2 separate regions of the Mus musculus genome follow, and region 2 is linked to region 1. Evidence: chromatin contacts called from public HiChIP or PLAC-seq data. All regions are on one chromosome and are shown on one strand. The core of a region is the stretch at or near the end of the contact, and the rest is flanking DNA. Distances in the headings are between cores, read along the strand shown. Region 1 has its middle 52 kb from the start of Gm46320. Region 2 has its middle 10 kb from the start of Gm52000.

Evidence for each region. HiChIP or PLAC-seq counts read pairs in DNA pulled down with a chosen protein or histone mark.
Region 2: an H3K27ac HiChIP or PLAC-seq map of T-cell acute lymphoblastic leukemia shows a contact between it and region 1, with 2.5 times the contacts expected there. The contact joins two enhancer-like sites. A contact is called at or near these places in 1 of 484 Hi-C or Micro-C datasets (nephron progenitors) and 2 of 115 datasets of contacts at active chromatin or transcription factors (the SCID.adh cell line and T-cell acute lymphoblastic leukemia).

What each region holds. Positions count from the first base shown.
Region 1 is chr12:106,579,623-106,586,202 of GRCm38.p6, forward strand. No RefSeq gene overlaps it. Among named protein-coding and RNA genes, the nearest start is that of Gm46320, 52 kb to the right of the region's middle. Within about 2 kb of position 3,504, at least 9 of the 459 cell types and tissues checked have an H3K27ac peak or open chromatin away from gene starts, as enhancers often do. A contact at or near this core is called in the SCID.adh cell line and T-cell acute lymphoblastic leukemia, where this site is marked.
Region 2 is chr12:106,799,144-106,805,743 of GRCm38.p6, forward strand. No RefSeq gene overlaps it. Among named protein-coding and RNA genes, the nearest start is that of Gm52000, 10 kb to the right of the region's middle. Within about 2 kb of position 3,303, at least 8 of the 459 cell types and tissues checked have an H3K27ac peak or open chromatin away from gene starts, as enhancers often do. A contact at or near this core is called in the SCID.adh cell line and T-cell acute lymphoblastic leukemia, where this site is marked.

The sequences.
Region 1 (6,580 bases), core at 2,254-4,753:
AGATTTCCTTTGTTAATATAATTAATTTAAATCATTTAAATCTCTCTCTCTCTCTCCTTTTTTTTTTTTTTTTTTTTTTTTTTGACTCAGGCAAGCTCCAAGGCCAAGAAGCAGCAACATTTTTCACCAAAATATCACAAGAACAATCTCCAGGCAACAAGCTAAAATACTTCTCCTCTGAAATCTCTTGAGCCAGGTCCCCACAGTTCAAATCACCCTCGGTACAATTGTCTTCCATGTTCCTACACGTATGACCTATTAATTTCAACTTAAAGCATTCCACTGCTGTACTAATCCGAAGTTCCAAAATCCACATTCCTCCAAACAAAATCATGGTCAGGTCTATCACAGCAATACGAACTTCTGTTTTAGTTAGGGTTTCATCGACGCGAAGAGACACCATGATAAAGGCTACACTTAGAAAGGCAAACATTTAATTGGAACTGACTTACAGTTTCAGAAGTTTAGTTCATTATCATTATAGTGGGAAGCATGGCAGCACGCAGGCAGATATAGTGCTGGAGAAGGAGCTGAGAGTTCTACATCTGGATCTGAAGGCAACCAGAAGGAGACTGTCTTCCACAGGCAGCCAGCAGGCAGCTATTCCCACAAATAGGGGCTGATTAAACACTAGGAAACCTGAAGCCCTCCCCCACAGTGACACACTTCCTTCCACAAGGCCACACCTACTCCAATAAGGTCGCAACTCCTAATAATACCACTCCCTATGGGAGCCAAACCTATTCAACCCACCAATCATTAACTTCAGGGATTAGATGCTGCCATCATCCTGCTGGAAGGTCCTCTTGGCATTTGTAAAATATTTTTACAGCAAATGTTTCTGAGAAGATCGAAGGACTCATTCTATAGATGGGAAGTGAGCTAAAAGGTCAGTAAGATGGTCCAGGCCACTCAGCCAGTCCAATCTACATCTCTCCATCCTCCTGCTTATTTTTTATATTATTTATCATGAGTATGTCTCCGTGTGTGCTTGAGGGTCCGTGTGTTCACAGTGCATGTGTGGAGATGTGAGGATAAGTGGTTGGAGTTCGTTGTCTCCTTCTACCATGGGTCCAGAGGTCAAGGTCTTCATGCTTGTGTAGCCAGCATCTTTGAGCCATCTCACAGTCTCAGCCTACCTCGAATTATGGTATTTATTTTTTACTTAACCATCTCACCTTCCTGTTTGAAATTATAAGTTATAGTAAGGAGGAAATTCTGAGTAGATACGGTGTTGAAAAAAAAATCAGGAAGTAATCCATCAGTAGAATCTTCATAACTCTTCATAACATGAAAACACACATAAACTAAAGGCAAGATAACTTTCTTTCACACACACACACACACACACACACACACACACACACACACACACACAGCACACAATACAGACATAATTTCATAATTTTAACCCAATCTTTTTGGGTTTTGTTTCTTGTTATTCCAGAGAATGATTCCAGAAGGTGAAGAGCCTGGTTTAAGCTTCCTGGTCCCTTTTTCCTTCCTGGTCCCTTTTTTTTCCTGCTCACTTTCTTTTACTTCCTTGACCATGCTATAAATGTCAATAACTATTTCTCTGTGACAGGTCACACACAGTATCTGGTGATTTGAAGGTGAAGTAAACGCAGCTTAATTCCTGGAGGAATTTGAGGAACTTGAAGACTTGAGACAAGAAGTCTGAAACTTGGCGCTGATGCGATCAGCACCCATGATCCTCTAGTGTTATTCCACATACATACCAAGAGTAAAGAACCCCTCCTAAGAAAGCATGGGTCCCTCACAGAATCAACACCTAGAATGGCTGTAGAAAAAGATACCCAAACGGCATCACAGACAAGATGTATTGACACAACCAGTAAGGCTGCCCTAGAGACTACCTGAGAGCCATCAACCACTGAGGATGGGAGACAGGATATTAGCCAGATGCTTCAGGAAGGGGGCTTGGCTTGTTCAGTGACTCTGGGTAGGCATACACTGGCTTCCTGATGAAATACACAGAGTAATGGGATATATTGCACCAGATGTTCCCAGAGTTCTCTGTGTGCACCATGTCTTCCCAGATGACCCATTGAGCAGATTTCGTCTGTCTGAGGTCATCACTGCTGCTCTTTTGGCCCCACACCCTTCCCATAATCCTTTTATTTGTTGCCATAATTCCTTCAGTTATCTATAGCTTCCTGGGCCCTGACTTCCTTCTTCCCCCTGTTTTAATTACCTCAGAGCTATCATAAGGGCCGTGGTCTGGGAGTGGGCATGGAGGAGTCCGTCATGGATAGACTCTGGCTATTTACACATCCACAGGCAGATCACAGAACTGCAGTGTGGTTTCTGGTCAAGTCCTCTTCCTGGCTTGTGGGCTTCTCTGTGCATGCTGTCACCACGGAAAGACAAAGGTTGATCTCTGACATCGGTTAAAAGGAAAAGATATTGATTCTATGGGCTCTGGACTCTCCGTTCACAATCATTTAACCCGAGTTATCTCCTTACAAAGATACAGTGCATGCAGGGAGCAGGAAGGACCTCAGTACAAGAATTTGGGGGAACTCAGTTCAGTCCTAGCAGCCCTGGTGTCAAAGAGCGTGGCCTGGTATTCCTCTCAACCTTCTTCACACACTCTCTTAGCTGTATTCTCTCTGAACTGAAACTTGTGGATGGGGTCTAGTGACAGAAGCACACAAGGACACACACACAAGGACACACACACACTCACACAAGGACACACACACACACTCACACACACTCACACACACACACAAGGACACACACATACTCACACACACTTGTATACACACACACACACACACACACAGTCAGCATCGATGGCTTGAGAGATTGATTGACAAGATATACATATACACCCGCTATAAACTTTATAGTTGGCTCTTGTCCTTGGATCTTCTTGTCTTTCCTAAAATGGTTAATCTTTTAAAAATGAATTATTCTTTATTAGAAGACTTAATGTCACATAGTAAGAACTAATGAAAGACAGAAGATACCAAAGTAAAAATGAAAGTCGCTGTGCATAAATAAATGTATAGAAACAGGAAACAGAACCAAAAATGCAGAGAAGCACAACATTTTCAGTATCATCCCTAATTAGAAGAGAAGATATGCCTGCAAGCAAGCACAAGCAGGAGTGTAAGATTCCTCATAAATGTTCAGATGCTAATCCAATCAACATGACGTTTTTAGGTTTTAAATACAGAGTACATAACTTTTACAGAGATTTAAATATAGGGTAGTTTTGGCTGAAAGTCATTTCCCCCTCCTCTCAAGGGCCCTTTTCTGTTTTCCTGGCATCCAGCTTCCTGCACTCCCACATCGGCATGCACATCTAGAAATTGAAAAGCGAACATTGGTGTCGTTCCGAGCCTGGGTTACCTCACTTAATATAGCGCTTCTTGTCTTTCAGCCAAGGATCTCTCAGTCACTCATTGCTCTCTACAGATGTCCTGTGCCCACATGGCCACACGTGGGTTTGCTCACTGGTGACAGCCGGAGACACGGCACTTTCTGTTCCTTTGCCCTGTGCCTTTGACCCCCCACCTCTGAGCTCACACCTCATGCCTCTCTGTGAGGCAGGACTTCCCTCTTTAACAGCTGCAGTCACAGAGTCTCCTGAAAGTCAGCTAATGCGACTCTTCATGATGGATGTGCTGTCTCTTCCAGTCTCCTGGCAGTGGTTAGTGACAATTGTCAATGTGACAAAGTTTATAGTTTCCTGGGAAGAGTCTCAGAGAGGGGTTCTCAAGAGCCGGTTGGTCTGTGGGCACACCTGTGGAGATTTGTCTCAACTGTCTTAACTGAGGTGAGGAGACCAAGCCTGAAATGGGTGCCACCAATCCCTCCGTTTGAGTCTCCGAATGTGTGAGAAGTCTAGAGTCAGCTGAGTGCAGCCGTGAGTGCATTCAATCCTTCTTTGCTTCTGTGTTTCTCTGCCCACTGGTGTCAAACTTCTGCTGCCTCAACTTACCTTCAATGATGGACTCTGACTGGGAGCCACATGCTAGAATAAAGCTTCTTTCTTAAGATGTTCTTAGCTGAACTTTTTATCACAGCGACAGGAGAGAAGCAAGAGGCTAATGGCGTCAGCGATGGCATGCTTTCACACTTATGACTGCTGCCCATAGAGACCCAAGACCCTTTGCATCCTATCAAAGGTCATCATCTCCATTTCCCATGTTTGTTTTCTCTAAACTTCCTCAACTTTTCCCGGTGCCAGGCATCTGGCTTTCCTGTGGGTGTGGCTTCTTCAGGCTCATTGTAGAGTCAGGCAGTGCTACCTACTGCTGAGAGCTTGGGAGGAAGGACTGGGCTTTGGCCAGCAGTCCTCTGAGGACAGATCTCTATAGGAATGGGCGCAAGCCAAATGTCCTTATGTTACCGCTACAACCCAGAAATGCCCCTTGCGTAGGAAGCTGGGTGTTGCCTGTCTTTGCTCCCCCACTCCTGTGAGTTCCGGGGGTAATTGTGTTCCTCTTGGAAAATACCAGCCCATTTGCAGGCTGATCCAACCTCTCTGGCCTCCTAATGTAGAAGACATTTGGCAGCCGTGACAAGTGACAGAAGATTTCCCGGGTGGGCTCCTGGGATTTCATCTCCAAGGCACAGGCATGCAGGGGACCAGGCTGCTCTTCAGCTTCGCCCTCCATAGCCAGGTGAGGGGAGACAGGATGGGGTTTCAGAGACACTCAGTATGCCATCCAAAGCCTTCTCTGAGCCACAAACTCCTGAGTTTCTGGGGATGGAGCCATGAAAATCTGGGATCCTGCTCAGTCTACTTTAGCACTCAGACAGGATATTAGATGTTTAATATCATTTGGCCACCATACAACTTCTCTTCCTTCTGATTCTAAAGAGTCTAAAGATTTCATTGGGCCCTTCCTTGCTTCCTGATCCATGCCTCTGTCCTCTACATTAGGAACTGAGCCAAACTTTATGGCTTCTGGAAAATTCTAGATGTGTGCTCTCCATGACTCCTTCTTACCAGTGTGTGCATACCACATCACACGCTCACCTGTTCACTAGGAAATAAAATAGTCTTCATTTTATATTAAAAAGAAAACTCTTCTGAAGCCTGCGGCGATGCTCTGTCCAGTCTACAAACTTTAAGGTATGAATATTAAGCCTAAGTATTCAGATGCAGTCAAAAGAGCCAATTGATGTGGCTTTTACTTCCCATCAAAGGCCGCCGCTATCTCACAACACAGAGCCAAATCCTGTAGCCAACCCTGCTTTGCTTCAATCAGATAAATAGGTACCCCAGAGAAAGCCATTTATCTACCCTACTTCCAGATGTCAGTTCTAGGGAGACGGTTTACTACCTGCTGGAGAGACCCAGCTGCCAGTCAGCTTCAGGGGCAGGAATGAGATGTCTCCTTGCTGTGTCCACCGTTCCGTTCCCTTCCAGCAGGGTGAGGGCAGGACTCTGCAAACCAGTGGTCAACCATCACAAGGGTAGTTGGCCGGTATTGGGTGGTGAAAGTCTAAGATGAGAGGACAAGAAGACCTCTCTAGAGCTCCCTGAAGTCAGAGGAGCGTAAGACCAGGAAGATGTGAGGGTCTTGCTAGATGTCTGGTGGTGAAACTGAGACAGAGAATTCAGAGCAAATCCCTAGGCTGCCTGGACGACGGGAAAGGCAGAAGAGTGTGTTCTAAGGCAACAGGTCCCCGCGGGTCCTGACACTGCGGCCCCTTCATACAGTTCCGCACACTGTGGTGACCTGCAAACCTTAAAAGCATTTTCATTGCTACTTCATAATTGCAATCATGCTACTGTTATGAATTGCCATGTAAATATCAGTTTTCTGATGGTCTTAGGTGACCCCTGTGACAGGTGCCATGGGACTCCTGAAGGGTTTGTGGCCCACAAGCTGAGAACAACTATCCTAAGGTATTAGTATGAGGACAACTGGTGGCTTTGGTGAAAACTAGGGGCCTTTATAGAAGGACCTCTGATTAGTGAAGGAGACACTTCATCGGCATCTCCTCCTCCCAGGCAGTGGTGGAGCATTCAACTTCACCTGTGGTAAAACAATGAAGGTCCTGAGAACTGAAATAAGGATGTCTCAGTCTAATTTTATTTATCAAAAGAGTAGGAAGGGGAATCAAATTGCTACTTTAGAAGCTTTTTCTCTTAAGAAGCTATACTATGCTTGCTTGGATCACGTGGTTTGAGGATGTGGGCGGTGGCTTCTTTAGCACTGTGGTTTCAAGGGTATTTCAATGATACTGCAGTGATAGCCAATCCCAGTAGTTCAACTTCTACTGTGTCCTCCCGACTGGCTGACTGATTAGCACATCTTAGAGTCCCCATTCAAGGAGCAACAGATGGATGCCCCTAAACACAGGCGTTCGCCCTTGGGGACCAGCTGGCTATAACTGGAGGTCTGCTTATTGGCTGTGTTCTCTGTTGCGATCATCCACAGTGGTGGTTGTGATGGGGACAGTGGTAGAGGTGATGGTGATGGGTTGTTGATGATGGTGGCAGTGGGCAGTACTGGTCATGATTGATGGTGCTGTGGTGGTGATGGCGGTGGTGGTGGTCATGATGATAATGATGCTGATGTGGTATCTATGG
Region 2 (6,600 bases), core at 2,053-4,552, 220 kb after region 1:
CAGGACTTCTAAGGACACCTAGTCCTCAAGTCTCATGGGATCTTGGTGCTTCCATGTCTACCAACAGCACCAACCAGCTGAAATAATGAGTGTTGCCTGCATACCAAGTCTTCATGACTCAGCCACCGGAGTCAAATGCATCTGTCGCATAAGAACAACAGATCCCAAGTAGCACAGTTTGAAGCACAGAGGACACTACACAGGGCCCTGTCTTCCCATATTCCATATGTGGTCCTCAAGGAAAATCTCTTTTCATTCTTGTTTGAGACAGGATCTTATGTAAAAGGCTGACCTGACCTCAGGCTCTCTAAGTGGGTGAGGATGACCCTAAATGCCTGAGCCTTCTACCTTCTCCTTCAAAGTGTTGGAACTACTGGCATGTGCCACCATCTCTGGGCTTGTTCCAAACTCTTTGTTTCGTTTACTGAGACAGGAACACAGGCAGCTCAGGGTGGCCATGAACTTGCTACGGTAGGGCATCATCACCACGCCTGGATTATTATTATGCTTGCGTTTGGTAATTATGTTGAATTCTTTACTCTGCTGTATCTCCCATCATGCATATGGAGGCTCTCAACAGTGATGACTCTGGTCACCGATAGGACCTGTGTGAGCCAGAGCCATTGTGGAGTATCTCTGTTAATACTTGCACGAAAGCTACAGACCTGGCAAGCAACAGAGCTGAGCCCAGAACTCCTCTCTGAGTTCCCTACTCTGCAGCTCCATTGCTTGGCCAGTGGTGTGTGTGTGTGTGTACATGTACGTGTGCGTGTGTGCATGCGTGCGTCGTGCATGTGTGTGTGTGTGTGTGTGTGTGTGTGTGTTTACTGCTGTGAACAGACACCATGGCCAAGACAAGTCTTATAAAGACAATATTTAATTGGGGCTCGCTTACAGGTTCAAAGTTTCAGTCCAGTATCATCAAGGTGGGAGCATGGCAGCATCCAGGTAAGTATGTATAGGAGGAGCTGAGAATTCTACAGCTTCATTTGAAGGCTGCTAGCAGAATACTGGCTTCTAGGCAGCTAGGATGAGGGTCTTAAAGCCCATGCCCACAGTGACACACCTACTGCAACAAGGCTACACCTAATAGTGCCACTCCCTAGGCCAAGCATATACAAACCATAACTCGTGTATGTGTGTGTGTGTGTGTGTGTGTGCATAACTCTGTGTGTGTGTGTGTGTGTGTGTGTGTATTTGGGGGTGCATGTGTATATGTGACGGTGCTCACCCATGCATGCACATCTAGTGGCCAGAGGTTTATATCACATATTTTCCTCTGTATCTCTCCGCTTTATTTTTTGAGACAGGCTCTCACACTGAACCTGGAACTTCACATTTCACTTAGACTGGTTATGAGTAAAGCCCTTGGATCTCTCTCTCTCTCTCTCTCTCTCTCTCTCTCTCTCTCTCTCTCTCTCTCTCTCTCTCTCTCTGCCTCACTTGAGACCATTTACCTGGGTTCTGTGGATCTGAACTCAGGTTCTCATGCTTATGTAACAAGCATTCAGACAATTGAGCTACCTCGAGACACCATAGATTTATTTGGCTTTTAATCTGGTGAACAGTCTCTAATGGTGCACATGTTCAGATGAACAACAGTGAGGTGGGGCAATGACGGAGAATCAAGCCAGACAATGACATCTCATGGGCACTGTGAGCCATGGGGGAAAGCGGGTGATCAGTGAGGGAGGAGGTGATCTCTGCAGAGAAGAAAACACAGATGAGTGCAGGGCTGGAGTGCACACGAGCCAGACAGTGTCCTCAGGGTGGAATGGGCTCTGTGGAGCCATAAATTCCCCACCTTACTCCTGCATACAATCTTCATCCTATCCGGGTATCAAGTGTTACATGCATATGTAGTACAATTATACAGGGTGATATGGACAGCCCCACCCTACTCACAAATGCCTGCTTGATGGTTTGGGACTCTGAGGAGATAGGTCCTTGGATCTAGGTAATGATGAGGGCTAGAGATGCCAGATGGTACCTCTGTTTTCTTCTACAATTTTTGGCCCTAGGGTTGGGGTAGCTGAATAAACTGTGAATGTTGCCCACTGTTAGGGTGCTCAGATATGCTGCAGAGATAGGCATGGGGAGGATGCTGGAAATCAGGAGCTTTCAGGGATCATACAAATAAAAGGCTTGACAGGATCCCAGAAGAACCTGGTGAGTGAGGTATAGGTGTCAAAAGAGCCCCATGGTGTGCTCCTCCCAGTGCTGTAGGGAAGGGATGTAATTTCAACCAGAGGGAAAACACAAGAATCACCTGCATTTGGGGGAGACTGCAAAGTTATTGTTTTGAGTTCATCTTCAAGTCCCTCTGGCTTCCTAAGGGTGTGTCCAGTTGCCAGGTGGAGCTATCTGTGAGCAAAGCAGAACAGAGAGGAGCTCTCAGCCTTCGTTTTGGTCTCTGAGTCTTCATGGAAACTTTAAGGAATGAGTTGCAACCGGCCTTTGTGGTGAGACCACATCTTGGAATCTCTACTTGGCCGGACTTGAGTTGGGCTTCCTGCATTCCCTTAGGCCCTCTGTGCAGTGCCAGGCAAGAGTCCAGTGAAGAGTACCTTCTGTCTTCCCTGTGAAATCACTCTACCACCTGGGTCTCTCCTTGTGTCCCACCAGACTTAAGAATGTCTCTCACCCTGGTCTGCCACCATTTTAGCCAGAGCCTCCGATCCCCTTACTGGGTGTCTCTTGGTAATTTTCCACCATTGACCCTTCCACCTTGACATCACTTCCCAGGTCTTAGAGTCATAATTAGAGTGAAGCTCTAACACTCTCTCTGGTGGAAAACTCCATTGCAATGGACCCTGTATACACAAGCATGGCCACATTTTATTGAGTGCGGTTGAGCAGTCTTGTCTGTGATAGCTCTCAGATGATGTAGGATGCATCAAAGTCTTCTTTATATCCCTCTCTAATAAGAAGGTTCAGGAAAAAGGCAGAAGAGATCTCAGAACCTTCTAGAATGTTCCATGTGGCCCTGCAGTCTCTAACAACCTCTTCAATGCCATGCCTCTGATTCTCCCCAATGCTTTGCAAGCCCAGTGCCAGCTGTGAGGATGGCCCCAGTCTTTGGGGTTCTAGGGCAGTGCTGGCATGTCAGACCTCTATCTGTCTAGACCAGATGAACTAACTGTGTTTGCTTGCCTGCTGCTTTCTGGGTCTTTATCCTTATTTACCAGGGCAATTTGGCCTACTTTGAAGGAGAGCAACCCAACAGGCTTGGTGATGGGAGGAAGAGATAAATGGTGGTGTCTCCCAGCCTGTGGCTTCTACGGGGTTCTCACGGCACCCACAAGGCATGGCAGCTGGGGCAGAGGCTTCTACAATGCAGTTAGGCCTTGGTTGTGGTTGGACTCACCTCTCTACAGTTGAACATGAGCTGATATTGGCAGATAATAACAGAAAGCCAGGTAGAAGTGGTTTGGCCTGGACTGGCTTTTCAGGAGGTCTTTGTTGCTTTCGGGGTACAGGAAAGAACTTTGTTGCATGACAGCCTCTTTACCATATTGTCAAGCTTTGCCTGGGAGGACTGTCTTGACTGATGTATGGCTGACCCATTGTCCTGAGTGGAGACAGGGAGGGGACCTGAGGTCACCTTTACATTTCTCTAGTCTCTACAAGGGCTAAATTAAACACATTGGGAAAGAAGAGGGTATTCATGTCCATTACAGTGTCACAGCTCACAATAAAATTGAGGCTCAGTCTCGCCTTGACTGGCCTTATGGTGGTATTCCTCTTTGCTGTGGGGACCTGAGCTATGCACTGTAAGATATGAAAGAGCAATGAAGATATCCCCTGGCAGGCACAATTTCCCACGCCTCATTGGGAACCCCTGGGTCCTCAATGAAGAACATCACATGGACAGCCTCTGAGCTCAGCACTGAGGGTTGCATCTCCCACTTCATTATCACCGCAACAAACGTCGAGGCCATTCGGTGATTCATGTCCTTCACACTGCAAGGGCTCAGAATCTCTGGGATGTCCAGGTTCATTCCTTAACTCTGCATAACGTGTGTCTTTGTCTGACAGCCAATCACAATAATGAAATGAAGTGCTGGGTAATCAATGTGAAAAGATAAAGGGTGTCTTTACGGTAGATTCCTTCTTTGCAACAGAAACATTCTCTTGAAAAGCCTAGTGCTTGTGAGAGTATAGCTGTCCTCAGTCTTGTCTATGTATGAGCTCACCAGGCAGTGCTGAGAACCCAAGAGCACTGGGTCTCAGGGCTACAAGCTCTGGCTTGCGAGGTCTGGGGGTGCTGTAATAAAGCCTTTTCTCCCAAAGTTACTTTTGGTCAATGTTTTGTGACAGCATCACAGAAACCAAACTGTCTTCACAAACCCCATTAAAGAACTGGAAAGTCGAAGACCTCCCCTCATCATTTTCAAGTACCCAGTTGCTTAGGACACACATTTACAAAGGAAGTTATTAGGACCATGTTGGGTTTGGTGACATTGTGAGTCAGGAGGACTATGGGTGACTTTCTAAAAAAAAGGATAAGCAAATATAGACTCTCAACGCCTTGGCACCAAGAACTGAGTCATTTGTCCTCAGCAATATCGACTAATGTCATTCAAAATTGACAGCGTAACAATGCAAGAGAGACTACCTTATATTTTTATTCTTTGACAGTTTCATATGAATATATAATGAATTTTTGTCATTTCTACTCCCTTCCTGACACTTACAGACTTTCCTACCTGCACTGAAACAACTTCCTCTCCTCCTCTCAAGACTTTTTGGGAAGGAGTGTAAGTGTACCTGTGTGTGCATGTGCACACGAGCACGCATGTACATGGGTGCATGCATTGTGTGTGTGTGTATGTGTGTGTGTGTGTGTGTGTGTGTGCGTGTACTCCTGAGTTTAATGACTTGCTTACATGATCATGAGTGAGATGCTATTTACTTGAGTTGGGCAAATTTGCAGTGTTTACATTACAGAAGAAAATGACATCAGAAAGAGAGAAAAGATAAAGAGACGCTGGGTAGGATGAGGCTGTACTCGGGTGCACCTCTGAGCTTGCTGCATTGTGCACCGAATCCATCTGATCTTTGTTCTGCTGTTCTTCTTGGCTTAGTCACTGAAATAAATATTCTTCACACTTATTATCTACTTGAACATCCTTTTGGGCTGTGGAGTTTTGTTATGAATGTGTTTTCTGTTTGTTGTCTTTACCTGGGAACATATTGGAATTATTTTTTTCATTAATTTATAAGTTCTCTTTCTAGATTAAGGATATTAATATCTTGTCTTTATGTTTCAGGCATTATTTGCCAACTTGTTTGTTCCTTTTACATTTTAGCATGTTTTCGACAGTATTTATTATCTCTTTTCTGAGAGTTAATAGAAAAAATATATTCATGAGCAAAATTTGAAAAGCAAAGATGGGAATGTGAATTCTGAAACAAAGTATGTTTTGATTCCTCAGAAATAATCATGACTACATTTTGGTGCATCTCTAGCTGCTGACAGGAACATGAGTTTTTTTTTTTTCTTTTTAAGAAATTGAAATTATATAGTGTTTGCTAGCTATATTGTAGCCTGTTTTTGTGAGTGTTCATTTCCCTAACCAATAGTCTTCTAAGGTGTGATATTTCATAGCTATGAGCTCTTCTGTTATAGAGTTGCTGTATATTATTTTAAATGGTTGCCTGGTACCCAGAATTCTTGATGCTTCCAAACATTACTCAGAATAAATACAGCAATGAGAACCCTTCAAGATGAATTTATCTGATCCTGTAGGTTGGATTTGGCCCTAAGCATGGGATTGTGAGGATCAAAGATAAGTCTATAATAAAAATGTGATAAAAGTAAGATAGCTCACTGATTAAGAATGTTTGCTGCTCTTCCAAGGAGCCTGAGTTTGTAGCCCACCCCCCCACCAACATCAGTGCTTCTGTAACTGATATAAACTGTCTGTAACTGAAGCTCCAGTGGCTCAGAGTTCCTTTTCTGGTCTCTCTGTGCACATGCTCACAGGTGGCATGTACACACATACACAAGCTGAATAAAGTCTGAGTGACATGTACCCACAACAGTCTAGAAGGTTCTAAGCACGGTGTAGCTAGCTCACCAATGCAATTATGCATGAGGCGAAGGGAAGCAACCATTGTCAGAGACCATAAGCCTGGTGAACATGCATCTCTGGCCTCACAAAGACTCAGCCAGATGAGTATTTCTCTGAGTCAATAGGTGACATTTAGGGAGGTCAGGATAGATGCCTGTGACCAGGGAGTCCAGGAGCTAAAATTTTGGAGGGAGCTACCCCGTGTATATAGTGTGCTGCTTCTGGAGAGACACAAGAGGGATCAGTTGATGGGGAACGTGGGGAAAACAAAAGTTCGAAGGTCCAGAGGAAAGATAAGTCAGAGGGCAGTATAGAGAAGGCTCTGGAGACCCTGAGAGGGAGAGAGCAGACATGTCCATGAGCGGGAATGATAGGAGCAACCCAGAAGGAAGACAGCCAACAGATTCACTGCCAGGATTGGCTCCCTGGTCCCTCGATTTCAAAGGTATCTGACATGTTGGCATCTGTAGCTGCGAGGGCAAATACAGAGGAAATGCCTGCCTGTGCAGCCTGGTGCCAAGCA